3 separate regions of the Mus musculus genome follow, and regions 2 and 3 are each linked to region 1. The links are chromatin contacts, called in public HiChIP or PLAC-seq and promoter capture Hi-C maps. All regions are on one chromosome and are shown on one strand. Each heading gives the region's core, a stretch centred on a gene start, on an enhancer-like site or on the middle of the called end of the contact. The rest is flanking DNA. Distances are from core to core; before and after follow the strand shown. Region 1 holds the start of Gucy2e (guanylate cyclase 2e). Region 2 overlaps Dnah2 (dynein, axonemal, heavy chain 2). Region 3 overlaps Dnah2 (dynein, axonemal, heavy chain 2).

Region 1 (4,698 bases), core at 635-3,134:
ACCTAGGGATCTTTCTTTCACATTAGGGCCCTCACAAAGTTAAGAACACTGTTGTGACGCTGGGCAGTGGTGGCGCATGCCTTTAATCCCAGCACTTTGGGAGGCAGAGGCTAAGCCAAACCAGAGCTTCTACAACACCCAGGAAACTCCAGCTCAGATGCCGCTACAGTTTACGCCCCATTGACTCCACCCTCCCCTTGCCCATTGGCTCCACCCTCCCCTTGCCCATGGCTCCACCCTCCCCTTGCCCATTGGCTCCACCCTCTCCTTGCCCATTGGCTACACCTTCCTCTTCCCTCTAGTTCCATCCTTCTCTCCTTGTCTGTTCTCAGCTCACTTCCCTGGCTCTCCTCCCTCTTCTCTTTTTGTAATCTATCTACCTGCTTCAGGTTGAGGTCAAGGGGCAGTTCCTGGTGTTCTTGAGCCCTGCGCAGGCTGTCTTGCACGCTGCCTCCAGGAGGACAGCGGCGCGTGAGTGTGAGCACCGCATCGTGAGCCCTGCGGAGCTGGGAGCTGTTGACAAATGCAGCCAGAGCCTCCGGGCCTGGAGACAAAGCGTAGTGAAGCGTGTCGAAGGGCAGGAAAACCAGGGAGCCATCAGTCAGAGCCAGTTCTTCTGCAGCTTCCAGTAGGTAGCGCTGCTCCTCGCCGCCCAGCAGCACCGAGTGCATCACCATGATCACTACTGCGGAGCGGACGGACACAGAGGCTGGCTCGCTACGCTGTCCACTCTCGGCAGGACCCACCCACCTTGCCCGCACTCTACTGGGGAGCTTACCTCTAACTCTAGGCCCATCTCGGATCCTCCCGAGGGCCTCCCGGGCTCCAGACCGGTCTGAAGTCTCCATGGAAGTCACTAGGGCAACTGGCAAACCCCGGGCCCTGAGTGCTGTGGACAGAGCGCGTCCCGCCTCCACCCACAGGTCTTGGGGTGCAGTGATCAGGGCCACGCGCGCCCAGCGGAATGCTCTAAGGAGGACGTAGAGAGCATCTGCAGCGGGGGTCACCGCCGGGGCTGTAGTACCCGCCGCCCGCGTGCCAGGGCAGCCCCAGGGCACCAGCGCTACTCCAGCTTCTTGAGCCAACAGTTCGGCTGGCCGACAGGCTGCGGGGTTCACCGGACCCACCAGGCCAGAGACTCGAGACAGCGCAGAGGACACAGCCCCTAGTGAGCCCGGAGTCAGGCAGGGCTCTGGGAGCAGCGCAACCTCGAACCGGGGGCCGCCGTCTAAAGCAAAGTCACGATTCAGGCGGTTGGCGGCCAGACGCGCAGCCAGGTCTGGTCGGGCCCGTGCAAAGATGGGGTCGCAAGCCCAGGGGCCCAGCACCCCCACTTTGAACACAGCAGAGAGGGCAGAAGGAGATGGGAGCAGTAGCAGTAGCAGGAGTCCCGGTAGCCCAGGCCTTGGCCAGCGCAGGACCCGCGAGAAACTGGACGGAGACTGCCGCGCAGGGACACAGAACCCGGCGCCGGGAAGCCCTCCGGCTGGCAGGAGCCAAGCGCTCATTGCCTTCTTCTGTGAACACAGAGCGAACAAGATAAGAGTTGAGGGCCCTCAGCACTCACTCCCGTAAGGTTCTCCCCTCAAGCCTGTTTCTCAAATTCCGCCCAACCCCCTAGGGTGTCTTGGCTTCCAGGACCCTAGATGGCAGCCCAGCTCATCGCCCCAAGGTCTTTTTGGTTTAGCCTGTTTGTACTTAGATTGTTTATCCTCCCTTCCTCTTCAGCAGTCTTGGGGGTTCAGTGGGGAATACTCCCACGCCTTCATACAGGACCGAAGTTCCTGTGTGGGTCATTCATTACTTACCGGAAAGTCCGGGGCTAGGGCTTGGCTAAGGGGTCACAGGATCGATGCCCCTTCGGTCTCCCCTGGCAGCCCAGCCCAGGGCGGGGGGTGTGGGAACAGCCCGCTGCAGCCCTTAATCCCTCCAAGCCGATTAGGATCTTTTAATCAAGCAGAACAGGGCGGGCTGATGGAGGTTGAGAGTCTCTACAGCTCCTCTGTAGAGTGGGGTCTGCCCTGCTTCTAGACAGCCACAGTTGCTTTAACTAATCATACAGGGAGAGAAAGCGAATCTGGACTGTACCTCACACCGCGCACGAATTCAACGTCAGACTTACATATGAAAATAAAATGTTTATCTTTTTCAGCTGTCTCTTCAAAAAGGGAATCAGATAAGAATCATCTGTGGGGCCGGGCGTGGTGGCGCACGCCTTTAATCCCAGCACTTGGGAGGCAGAGGCAGGCGGATTTCTGAGTTCGAGGCCAGCCTGGTCTACAGAGTGAGTTCCAGGACAGCCAGGGCTACACAGAGAAACCCCGTCTCAGAAAAGAATCATCTGTGGGAAGGAGGAGAGATAAAGGTTCAATGGTTAGGAGCGTTTGCTGCTTTCTTCGGAGGACCCAGGTTCATTTCCCAGCACCCACATGATGGCTCACAATCATCTGTAACTCCAATTCCAGAGGATCCAGTGCTAGCTTCTGAGAGAAAGCACCTGGTGGTGCACTGTCTGTACATACAGACAAAGATAAATAAGATAATAGAGTTAATTTTAAAAATCATCCGTGGACACTAAAGCTAGGGGGAAATTTTGAAGAACATCATAGATGTTAAGTTTTTCACAATTATAAACTGTCACTCCATCTATTGTTCATAGGTTGATAGACAGCAAACATATAATTGCTGCAATTTTAACTGTAAAAAAAATATTTATAGCAGAGTGTAATAGCCTTTGTTCCCAGCACAAGGGAAGCAGAGGCAGGTGGATGGATCTCTATGAGTTCGAAGTCAGCCAAGTATACCTAGAGACTTCCAGGACAGCCAAGGCTACACATAGACCCTGTCTCAAAAAAAAAATTATTTTCTACATATGTATGGGTGCCTGAGTATATGTATGTATGTATGTATGTATGTATGTATGTGTGCACCACATGTGTGCAATGGCCGATGGAGGTCAGAAGAGGCATCAGAATGCTGGAGTTACACACAGTTGTGAGCCACACCTGTGTGCTGAGAGCCAGCCAATAAGTAAGGTCTGGACCTGTTGACTGGTCTCTCCAGGCTTGGGACTGCTGCAGCCACTCCGTACCCCCTTGCTCTGAGGTATTCTATCTACAGGCACAGGACATTCATTTACCCCTTCAGTGGTTAGTTTTGATTAAATTGTTATCTTTCATCTCCTGCATAATTTCTCTCTTCCCTCCCTCCCTCTCTCCTGCCTTCCAACTCATATGCAAGCTTTAGGGAAAAACTTTAAACAAGTAGAATTACAAAAATTCCACAAGAAGCTGGGCGTGGTGGCGCACGCCTTTAATTCCAGCACTTGGAAGGCAGAGGCAGGTGGATTTCTGAGTTCGAGGCCAGCCTGGTCTACAACGTGAGTTCCAGGACAGCCAGGGCTATACAGAGAAACCCTGTCTCAAAAAAAAAAATCTACAAGAATATCAGCATCAATCAGGCACAATGGGAGCCTGTAACCTTGGTACTCAGGAAGTGGAGCTAAGAGGGTGGTGACTTTGAGGCCAGTCTGGTTACATAGTGAAGTCATGTCTTGGAACAAAACAAACAAAAGAACACCTTCGAGATGGCTCGTGAAGAATGACATGTGTGGCAGAGATGCTGGCTTCCACATGCACGTGCGTACACATACACTCACACACACTCACAGAGAGAGAGAGAGACAGAGACAGAGAGAGAGAGACAGAGAGGACAAATTTGGACTGTGAGTGGACAATTTGATAAGTTATTACTGTACATTTGTGAAATGAATAACTGTACTACAGTTATACTAAGGAACACCTCCTCCCATGGTGGTGCACATCTTTAATCCCAGCAGTTTAATCCCAGGAAAAGGCAGGCAGATGTCTGTGAGTTCAAGACTAGCCTGGGATACATAGTGAGTCCCTAGACAGTCAAGCTACAGAGTGAGACCCTGTCTCAAAACAAACAAACAAACAAACAAACAAACACCAAAAACAGAAGTCCCGAGTGATAAGAAATGTAAATGAAAGGATTTCGTGAGAAAGCACCATGAGGTATGTAACTTACCCTCAATATTTCACAATAGGTGATGTATTTTACATGACATATAAGCATGTTGCATATGTTAGATATTTCAAACAATGAAGAAAATGCTCACAGTGAGTAGATCTGGGGGTTATAGATAGCTCGGCGGATGGTGCTTGCTATGCAGACATGAGTTTGGATTTCACACATGAAAACAGACAGCCATAGCATCATGCTTCTCTAGTCCAGTGCTGGGATCGCAGAGGGGCGCGGGGTCTGTGGCTCCTGCCCCTGAGCTGACGCAGTGAACTCCAGGTTTCCTGAGAGACTGAATGGTGGGTTATGGTGTTTTCAGTCAAACCTGACCAGCTGAATCTGATTCCTGGAACCCATACGATAGAAGGAGAGAATTAACTCCAGCAAGTTATCTTCTGACACACCACACACACACACATACTCACACACATACATACAAACATACACATATACATACAAACACACACATACACATATACACATACACACTCACACACATATTCATATCACATACAAGCACATACAGATACTCACAAATACACATACACACATACACACACATACATACATACAAACATACACATGTATTCACATCACATACAAACACACTCACACACATACTCACAAATACACACATACTCACAAATACACATA
Region 2 (4,873 bases), core at 807-3,306, 230 kb after region 1:
AGGCAGAGGCAGGTGGAACTCTGAGTTCAGTTCCAGGCCAGTCTGGTCTACAGAGTGAGTTCCAGGACATCCAAAGATACATGGAGGAACCCTGTCTTGAAAAGCAACAACAACACACACACACCACAAAAACAAAACCCTCCCCCACAAAACATACTTTTACATTATAGAAAGTTGTATTTCTCCTTAACTAGATCCTTCAAATGCTAACATATAACATATAACTGCTCACCAGAAAGAAACAGAAAAAAAAATCTACATCCAGGATTGTTTGTTTGGTTTGGTTTGGTTTTTAGTTTTCAAGACAGGGTTTCTCTGTGTAGCCCTGGCATATCTGGAATTCACTCTGACCTGGCTGGCCTCAAACCCAGAGATCTGCCTGCCTCTGTCCTCTTAGTGATGGGATTAAAGGTGTGAGTCACCACCACCCCCTCCAATATTTTTATTTTTTTGAGACACAGTCTTACTCTGTAGCCAATTATATAGCCCAGGATTCCTTCAAAATAGCAGTTACCCTCCAGCCTCACCTCCTGTGGACTGAGATCACAAGCGCGAGCCTGTCTGTTATATTTTTCTGTACATGGGTCTGTATATTTTCCTTAACTTTTTTTAAAAAAGATTTATTTATTTATTATATGTAAGTACACTGTAGCTGTCTTCAGACACTCCAGAAGAGGGCATCAGATTTTGTTACGGATGGTTGTGAGCCACCATGTGGTTGCTGGGATTTGAACTTCGGACCTTTGGAAGAGCAGTCAGTGCTCTTTAACCACTGAGCCATCTCTCCAGCCCCTTTCCTTAACTTTTTAATGTTGTATCTTTCTATAGTTTGCTTTAGGGATGGCAAGATGGTGCCGAGGCCAAGGGCATTTGCTATGCCAGCATGGTGATCTGGGGTTTTGACCCCCCCAGAGCCCATGTAAATATAAAAGGTAGCTGACCACCAAGGTCCAGCCAGCTTCAGCATAGTCTGGAAGAAAAGGCCACATCCTGCTGCTAATACTGGGCAAGATATCTGAGACACCCCTACACCTTGAATGCTGTGCTGACCAAACCAAACTCCTCAAAATCAAAATTAACCAACTCGTCCTAACACTGGGTTCTTCTCCCCCATTTATAAACTGTCATTTGCCTATGGGGCCGCATCTGTCTTCTCTCCATCCAGAGGCAGTCCATTGTCCTTCCAGAGCAACTATGCTTTCCCCCTCTCCCTTGTTCCTTTTCTCTTCTCCCTCATTCTCACCCTCATCTGTCTCTGATTCCCTGCCCTTTGTCCCTCTGGGGCAAATAAATCTCCCGTGGTGCTGAGAACTTAGTCTTGCTGCTGTGTCCTGTGCTGACTCTGGTCATTCATAGCCAACTCCACAAAGCTGCCCTCTAGCCTCCACACATGTGCTATGGCAGGCATGCCCATACACATAGATCATGCACACACACTCTTTCACATGCACACATACACACACACACACTAATAATAATAATAATAAATAAAAATGCAAAGCTTGCTTTGTCTGAAAAGGGTAGTTATCACTGTAGTCAGAATACATATGCTGAATGGGTGCCTTCAAGTTTTTGAGGCAGACTCATGGCCTTTACATGTTCAGTGTCTATATGCTCTTTATGAATCAACTATGAATCAACTCAAAGTTGTCCGTTGTGTTGTTCAAATCTTCCATGACCGTAAATTTCAGTCAGCCTGGTTTACTTACTAAGAGGTTAAAACCCGCCTCTATTCTATGGGTTTATCTATTTCTCCTGACATCTCAGCCAATTTAGCTTTAGTTCTTTTGAGTCTGCATCTTAAGTACATCCAAATTCAATCTATTTTATCTTCCTGGACAATCTGAACCTTTTTTTTTTTTTTTTTTTTTATCTTGAGGTGACTTTGTATTTCCAGTAAAGCGTTTTGCCTTGAAGGCTGTGCTGTCTGTCTGTCTGTCTTGGCTTCCCCAGCTCTCTCTGGATGCGTAGCGATCTGGCAGACCTCCTCCCCTGAGACTCCCAAGCCTTTGTCCTTCAGCTTCAGGTGTGTCTCATGTAGGAGACACTCCCGAGGATTACCGTCAGGGCGGGGACTTTTCTTCCAGATGGCGTGTTTGCCCCGAGGGCGCTAACAGATTCTGTGCCTGTTGCTTACCTGGGTTTCAAGATCCTTATCACAAAGCTAACTCCAAACTCTGCTAGTTAATTAAGAGTGTCTGAATGATGGTCACATCACTTATCAATTTCTCTGTTAGACACACTCCTGAAGCCTTTGGATTTTATTTATCAATAGAGGAAGGGTTCACGCACTGAAGAGGCTTGATAGCCTTGATCTCCTCCTACTGCCTTCTGTCTCTCTGCTCACCCTGTGACTGCCATCTTGGGCTCTCTGTTGACCAACCCCTGAAGCTTTATTTAAGCTTCTCTTGAACGAATGGTATTCCTGTGTCTGCTTCTCTGCTAACTTTTCATAGTCTGTACCTACACTTTAGTGAGGCCACATTCTCTCGGCTCATGAACATATTAGAGGCTTTTTGTTTGTTTGAAATAAGCATAATTGAAAGTGTAGCTGATCTAGCCTTCTATAAGATAGGTTGGATGAGACAGAATTTGAAGTCAGAAATTATTTACCCCTGGAATTTTGAAGGCTGCTCCATTATTAGCATACTTAACATTATTGTTGAGACACAGAACAGCCTGGTTTGTGGTTGTTTTTAGTCTCTTGCCTCTTTTTTCTTTTCCTCCTTGGAAACAGCTGAAATAGTCTTCTTGTTCAATATCTAGAATTTCCCAGGGGCAGCCTGTTAAAGGACTGTTCTAGTCCACGTTTATGTGGGATTTCCTTTAGCTGTGAGCAAGGACCTCATCCCTCCATGCTCTTCTCTGTGACTTTTGAAATTGTTTGAATGTTATCTCACCTAGATTTTCCTTTAAATCCTATCTCTTCTCCCCTTTGTCTGCCATAGTCCTTTCTTAATAGCATTTCATTAGAATTTCACTTGGATAATTCTGATCATTGTTCAGGGTGGAGTCTTGGTGGCCCAGGCTGACCTGAATGCATAGAGGGGACCGGCTATCCTCCTCACCCCCAGAGTCCCTGTGTCTGCAGAGATGCCCACCACTCCCCAGCAGAGGCCATTGATGGTTTGCTTTGTATTTCCTCTCCTTGGCCTATCTATTTCTCCACCAGGCTCTTTCTTGTTTGTTCGGGTTCTTTTGTTAGGGAACCTAGGCCCTGCAGGTAACCAAGTCCTAAGCAGATAGGTATGCAAGCCAGACAAGGACAAGCCCAGCCCCAGCACACCCCCTACACACACACACACACACACACACACACACACGCACACGCACACGCACACGCACACGCACACGCACGGTGGGGTGCAGGCTGGAGGGAAGGGGGGTCAGTCTCACTGCCATCACCTTTTCTGGGTCACACATTAACTAAGCCCCCACCTCCTATCGAGAGTGACTCCTGCCGTGTGGCGTGAATGGCAATGTGCCCAGTCCCTTACTTCTGTCGCAGACCATAGGTCACACATCATACATTGACTAAGCCTGCTTCCTTGTGATACAAGACCACCCCTCTTCTCAGAAACCCTTACAAAGTAGACTCCTTGCTTCTCCCAGGGCTAATACTTTCCTTCAAACTCTTTACCATACTGTCTGTTGCCCTGCATTTAAAAAAGTCTCTTGTCTCAGGGATTTGGCTCAACATCCCCTCTCCTCCCTTGCCTCCTCCCTCCCACTAGTAACACCTAATGGCCTTCCTACCAGAGCTCTTCTCTCAGGTTGTTCAGCGAGCTTTGGTTTTCCTTACATCATCCATTCATATTCATATTCTCTCTCTCTCTCTCTCTCTCTCTCTCTCTCTCTCTCTGTCGTGTGTGTGTGTGTGTGTGTGTGTGTGTGTGTGTGTGTGTGTGTATTCTAGACCAGGCTACCCTCAAATTCCTTATGTAGCCAAGGTTAGCCCTGAATTCCTGATTCTCCTACCTCTACTCCCATTTTCTGTTTATATGGCTGGGTGTGTGGGGCTCCTGCAGGCGACAGTGCACTTGGGATCTTTATGCCATGTCCCTGTCATTCTTCTTGGGTCAGAAGAATTCCCCGGAGAGAATGAATACTTTCACTTGCCTGTCTGGATGCCTCAATTCTTTAAGCCGAGAGATGAAAGAAAGCATCTAGTCTGCAAACGTTCCCTCAGTACTGGTTAATCTGACTCATTCCTCTCCTGCCTGCTGTTCCTCAGGCTCGACACCTCTACTCAGCAGGGGAGGCTCTGTCACCCGGGGCCATTAAGACACCAGATCTTAGAGATACAGCTCCTTTCTTCTCCTGGGACAGAGTCCTGTTACACAACTCTAGCTGGCTTCAGCGAACAGCTCCTTTTCCCAACCTCCATCCGCAGCGGTCAGGCTGGTGCTGCCTTCAGGGCTCTTCTGGACTGAGCTCCTCCAGAAGCCATTCTTCCCTTTGCTCCCACCAGTCGCCTGGGGGCACTGACAACGGACACCCCCTTCTCCTGCCCTGCAGGTGAAGCTTGAGACTTTACACCATAGAGTGAATGCTGACTGTGGACAGCGTGAGGCTGAGCTGAAGAGACTGCAGGAATCCTTTGACCCCCTCCCTGCCACCACCAGGGCTTGGACAAGCACAGATCTTCCTAGGTTGTAAGTTGTCCTTCCCATCAGTTGATGGGGAGGGTGAGTCCCTGTAGCCTGACTTCTATAACAGTGGGCTTTACGTTGTTCCACCTTCAGGCTTGGGCTGCTTGCCTTCCAACTCCTGGTGCCTTAGACTGACAAAATTCCACGGCAGGAAAACAGCATTGGAACCTACTTGCCTCACAAAGTCCCTTCACTCACTGTCACCACACCAAGGCCCCTAG
Region 3 (4,475 bases), core at 1,747-4,246, 250 kb after region 1:
GTGGAAGACTTTGGGACTTTAGACAGAAAAGCAGTTAGATGCTTCAAGTGGGGCTTGGTGGGCCATCCTAACCGGAGTATGGAAGATAGGTGCTGAGGGTGATGTGGAATGTGGGGGCCCAGAATCAAGGGGTTTCAGAGAAGAATATTAGTAAGAGGCCTATAACTCAGTCTTGTGATATTTTGGCAAAGAATACGTCTGCTCTCTGGCCTTCTCTGGGGGAAAAAAAATCTGCCCAAAGATAAACTGAAGAGTTTTGGATTAATCCGGTGCTGACAGAGATGTCAAGAGAGCCTAGAACTGGGTGCTGTTTCTAGCGGCCACTCCTGTGCAGATCTATAATGAAAAGGAGCAAACTAAGCAAGAACAAAATACAAATGTACAGTTTAAGGAGAAACAGAATGCCAGGAAGTGCAAGAACGGTGACCTCAAGGCAAGACCCCGCCCAGCTAACCTCCAACCTGTGATAAGGAGTTACAGAGAGGCTTAAGCTCAGAAGGGAACATCATCAATAACAGAGAGCTGTGCAGATGTAAATAATAAGGGAGCCAGCCGCTGCCTCTAGCAAGCAGCAGAACTCGGCAGCTTTGGCCACATGGTTCTGGCTTTAGTATCAAGGATACAAGAAAGGGGTTGTGAATCTCCTTCTGGGGCTAAAGAAAGCCACCGAGGCCAGGCACGTGTCAGGGCGTCCCTGTATGGAGGCCCAGAGGAGGCACTGTGTGAAGCTGTGAAGGTGAAGCCTGGATTGTCTTGGAGACCCCAGGATACAGGAGATGCCGGAGCCATAGGAAAGCCGCTAACAGGGAGGGAAGCAGTCCAGGAGAGAGAAGTGAGCTGCAGCCAACAAAGCTGAAAGGAGTTGGAGATCTGAAGAGCGCTTTGACATCAGACATGGAGATGCCGAGATGGAGGTGGCCCTGCTGGCTTTCTGGCATGGTGTCCTTTGGTCCCTTATTTCCTCACCATGCTCCCTTCCCTCCACTTTGAAATGGAAATGGATATTCTATGCCACTGTATGTTGGAAGTATGTGATCAACTTTTTAAAAAAAAAAAGATCTATTTATTTATTTATTTTATATATGTGAGTACACCGTAGCTGTCTTCAGACACACCAGAAGAGGGCATCCGATCCCATTACAGATGGTTGTGAGCCACCATGTGGCTGCTGGGAATTGAACTCAGGACCTCTGGTAGAGCAGTCAGTGCTCTTAATTGCTAAGCCATCTCTCCAGCACCCTGTGATCCACTTTTTTTGTTTTTTTGTTTTTCGAGACAGGGTTTCTCTGTGTAGCCCTGGCTGTCCTGGAACTCACTCTGTAGACCAGGCTGGCCTCGAACTCAGAAATCTGCCTGTCTCTGCCTCCCGAGTGCTGGGATTAAAGGTGTGTGCCACCATGCCGGGCGTGATCCACTTTTTGACTGTGATTTTGCTGGGAGTTACAGTTTAGAGATTGCCATGAGTCTCAAAAGAGGCTTTAAACTTTGGAATTTTGAAACAGTGTTGAGGCTGTTACAATGTGAAATTCTGAAGTTGGACTGAATGCATTTTTTTGTATTATGCTCTATCTACAGGCCTAATTGGGGGGGGGGGGCGTCAGGGAGTGGAATGTGGGGGTTAAAGCAAGCATGGTTCCCATGGGCTCATATGCTTAGTCATCAGGAAGTGACACTACTTGGGAAGGATGAGGAGGCGTGGCCTGGCTGGAGGAAGTGTGGGCTTTGAGGTTTCACAAGCCTCAGTGGGCCCAGGGGCTCTCTCTCAAGTTCTGATGGTTGTGGGTCTGGATGTAGGAATCTCAGCTACTTCTCCAGGGCCATGTTTGTCTGCATGCTGCCATGCTCCCTATAGTCTCTGAAACTGTAACCAGCCCTCAATTAAATGCTTTATTTTATAAGAGTTGTCCTGGTCATGATGTCTCTTCACAGCAACAGAATACTAAGACAGCAGCCAGCACTCTTTACACTCCATGTGGGGTGTGTGTGTGTGTGTGTGTGTGTGTGTGTGTGTGTGTGTGTGTGCAGGTGCATGTGTGTCACTGTGCACATGTGGAAGTCAGATCACAGCCTTATGAAGTCCATTTTTGCCCTCTACCTCTACAGCTAGGCTTGGACAGCAAGCAACACCTGAGCCATCTCAGCTACTCTGTGACCTCAGCTACCCCGTGGTCTCAGCTACCCAGTGATCTCAGCTACCCCATGGAAATGTTTTGAAATGAGAGTCAGAGGTGACAGCTGCACAGCACTATGAATAACCTCGGTGCCACTAAACTGTGGGAAATACTTGGGCTAGTGTGTGAATTTTATCTCAGTTTAAAAAAAAACAAACAAAAACATGGGGCAGTGGTGGCCTGTGACTTTACTTCCAGCACTTGGGAAGTAGAGGCAGGTGGATTTCTGTGAGTTTAAAGCCAGCCTGGTCCACAAAGCAAGCTCCAGGACAGCCCAGACTACATAGAGAAACCCTGTCTCAAAAACAAAAACAAAACAAACAAAACTCACAAAGCTGCTAACTAACGTATCAGCCTGGTCCTAGCCATTCCCGGGCCCTGAGAAGTGTCCTATCCCTGTTATTTATCCCTGGTTTCTACGGGGCCCCACTCAGCCCAGCACCTTCTCCAGGATCTGGAGGTCCTTGGAGACCGGCTGCTCGATCTTGAAGATGCCCAGATTGGAGCGGAGGTTGTTCTCCTCGTCCCGCATGGCCATCAGCATGGCGCGCATCTGTGCGATCTGATCCAGTGCAGCCGTGTGGCCCACGGTGCTGGTAAACGGCCCTGCAGGAAGCCAAGGTGTGGCTCAGACACACCACCACCCCCCCCCCACCCCCCACCCCCCCCTGCTCAGGTCCACGGCCTCTTGAAAGGCCAGCCTGTGGCTCCCTCAACTAAGTGGGCAAATTCCACTGTTGCCCTCACAGGAGAGAGGAAAGGGAAGGAGGGAGTGTGTGGGGTTGTCTTAGGGAAGGTCACCAAATCTGGACTGCAAAGGTGGAGGGCAGGAAGTCAAAGTAAGAACACTTCCGGCCCAGCCCTCCCAACCAGAAACCCACAGCTCTGGTGAGCTCATCCCACATTGCCCAGTAGCTTTTTCCCTTCGCTGGGCTGCCCACCGGGACTTCTGGTGTGCCGGGCCATGTCCCCGTCTGTTTTCACCTTCCCCAAGACATTTTAAAGGCTGAGTGCCCAAAGCCAAGACTAAAGGAGGGAGAGCGGTGGAGTAAGGCAAACCTTTGAACTCAAAGTCTTCTAGAAGGTTGTGTGCCTTCTTCTTGAAGTCATCGGCGGCATGGATAAGGCCTGTCTTGAACTTCTCCTTGTGTTTCTTCAGCATCTGCTCGCTATCCAGCAGGATTTGTTGGAAGGTGAGCCACTCCCCATTGAGGCTCTCCAGCATCTCCAGGACCTGGGAGGAACAGAAGGGAGGATGACCCACATGGAGCAGGCCTCTCCCCACTGAGACTAGGCTTCCAGGGCGTCACATATGCTGGGCAACACTTGGCCCCCACCCCCACCCCACTCTCCATTCACTGGGCCCGACTCTTCATAAATAGGCTCTGTGTGCGTGATCGATCCCCTAGAAACTAATCTCAAGTTGCTGGGGCCTAAAAGAAGGTCATCAACGGATGGGGAGCAGCATCATTTGAGTTAGACTGGGTCCTCTGGAGTTCTGCACCTCTCTCACTTCTCTGGACAAGGTCCTCCACCGGCTGTCACCACTGCTTTATGCTTGAGACTGGGGTGGACCAAACACCTCGGGAACTTACAGTGTCCGGAACTGGCACCTCATACTTCTCCAAAATGGTAAACTGCTCGTGAATGGGGGGGATCTGAGTCTCCAGGTTGGGTAGGTCATGCTGCAGGGTGTCCATGAGCTGCAGGCTGACCCCTAGCTCCTCCAGCGTCTGGGGAGGGTGGCTGATTCTAAAAGTCAGGAAAGAAAGGATTAGGTAAAAAGCACATCCCCAGACACGTGCATGCACACACATGCGTGCACACACACGCACAGGCAAATGCACAGGTGCATACACACACATACCTGTACATACACACATGCACACACACAGAGGCACATGCACACATGCACACACACACGCACACATACAGGCACACACACAGGCACACACACCTGCATGCACATGCGCACACACCTGCACACACAAATCACACACACTCACACATGCCCCCATGCCCGTGTGTCCCAGGCAATCCTTACTTTTCAGCATTGTCCTTGAGGTAGGAGTGCAGGTCCGCAAGGCGCCCAGCTGCCATCTCCTTGAGCAGGGTTGTGAACTTGTTCTGCCACTCGTTGCAGTGCTGCACCAGCGAGAACTTGAGGTGAGAGCAGTCCAGCATCACGAACTGGATGTTGAGGACCGTCTCTTCCTTCTGCACATTGTTCGCCACCTCCGTGTAGCTGTGAGGCCACACATCTGTTAGGCGGGCTTTACTCCCCCACGGGTGACCCCAACACCA

What was found. Promoter capture Hi-C pulls out the DNA fragments that hold promoters and counts their contacts. HiChIP or PLAC-seq counts read pairs in DNA pulled down with a chosen protein or histone mark.
Region 2: a promoter capture Hi-C map of embryonic stem cells shows a contact between it and region 1, with 2.7 times the contacts expected there. The contact joins the enhancer-like site here to the promoter of Gucy2e in region 1. A contact is called at or near these places in 19 of 39 promoter capture datasets (the 3T3-L1 cell line, 3T3-L1-derived adipocytes, the C10 cell line and 12 more), 7 of 115 datasets of contacts at active chromatin or transcription factors (embryonic basal ganglia, embryonic forebrain, embryonic stem cells and 2 more) and 3 of 9 other capture datasets (adipose tissue, liver and pancreatic islet).
Region 3: a contact with region 1 is called in a CTCF HiChIP or PLAC-seq map of CD8 T cells, with 5 read pairs. The contact joins the enhancer-like site here to the promoter of Gucy2e in region 1. A contact is called at or near these places in 19 of 39 promoter capture datasets (the 3T3-L1 cell line, 3T3-L1-derived adipocytes, the C10 cell line and 14 more), 1 of 15 datasets of contacts at CTCF or cohesin (CD8 T cells), 1 of 484 Hi-C or Micro-C datasets (bone marrow-derived macrophages), 10 of 115 datasets of contacts at active chromatin or transcription factors (bone marrow-derived macrophages, embryonic basal ganglia, embryonic forebrain and 4 more) and 3 of 9 other capture datasets (adipose tissue, liver and pancreatic islet).

The regions. Positions count from the first base shown.
Region 1 is chr11:69,235,138-69,239,835 of GRCm38.p6, forward strand. Gucy2e (guanylate cyclase 2e) reads right to left here and starts at 1,885. Exons shown (of 19, transcript NM_008192.3): 1 at 1,809-1,885; 2 at 779-1,517; 3 at 381-685. The coding sequence starts at 1,508.
Region 2 is chr11:69,467,420-69,472,292 of GRCm38.p6, forward strand. All of the region lies in intron 39 of Dnah2 (dynein, axonemal, heavy chain 2), which reads right to left. Among named protein-coding and RNA genes, the nearest start is that of Kdm6b, 54 kb to the left of the region's middle. Within about 2 kb of position 2,057, at least 16 of the 459 cell types and tissues checked have an H3K27ac peak or open chromatin away from gene starts, as enhancers often do. A contact at or near this core is called in embryonic stem cells, where this site is marked.
Region 3 is chr11:69,488,890-69,493,364 of GRCm38.p6, forward strand. It overlaps Dnah2 (dynein, axonemal, heavy chain 2), which reads right to left. Exons shown (of 86, transcript NM_001081330.1): 19 at 4,216-4,416; 20 at 3,767-3,923; 21 at 3,231-3,405; 22 at 2,614-2,777. Among named protein-coding and RNA genes, the nearest start is that of Dnah2, 58 kb to the right of the region's middle. Within about 2 kb of position 2,997, at least 16 of the 459 cell types and tissues checked have an H3K27ac peak or open chromatin away from gene starts, as enhancers often do. A contact at or near this core is called in CD8 T cells, where this site is marked.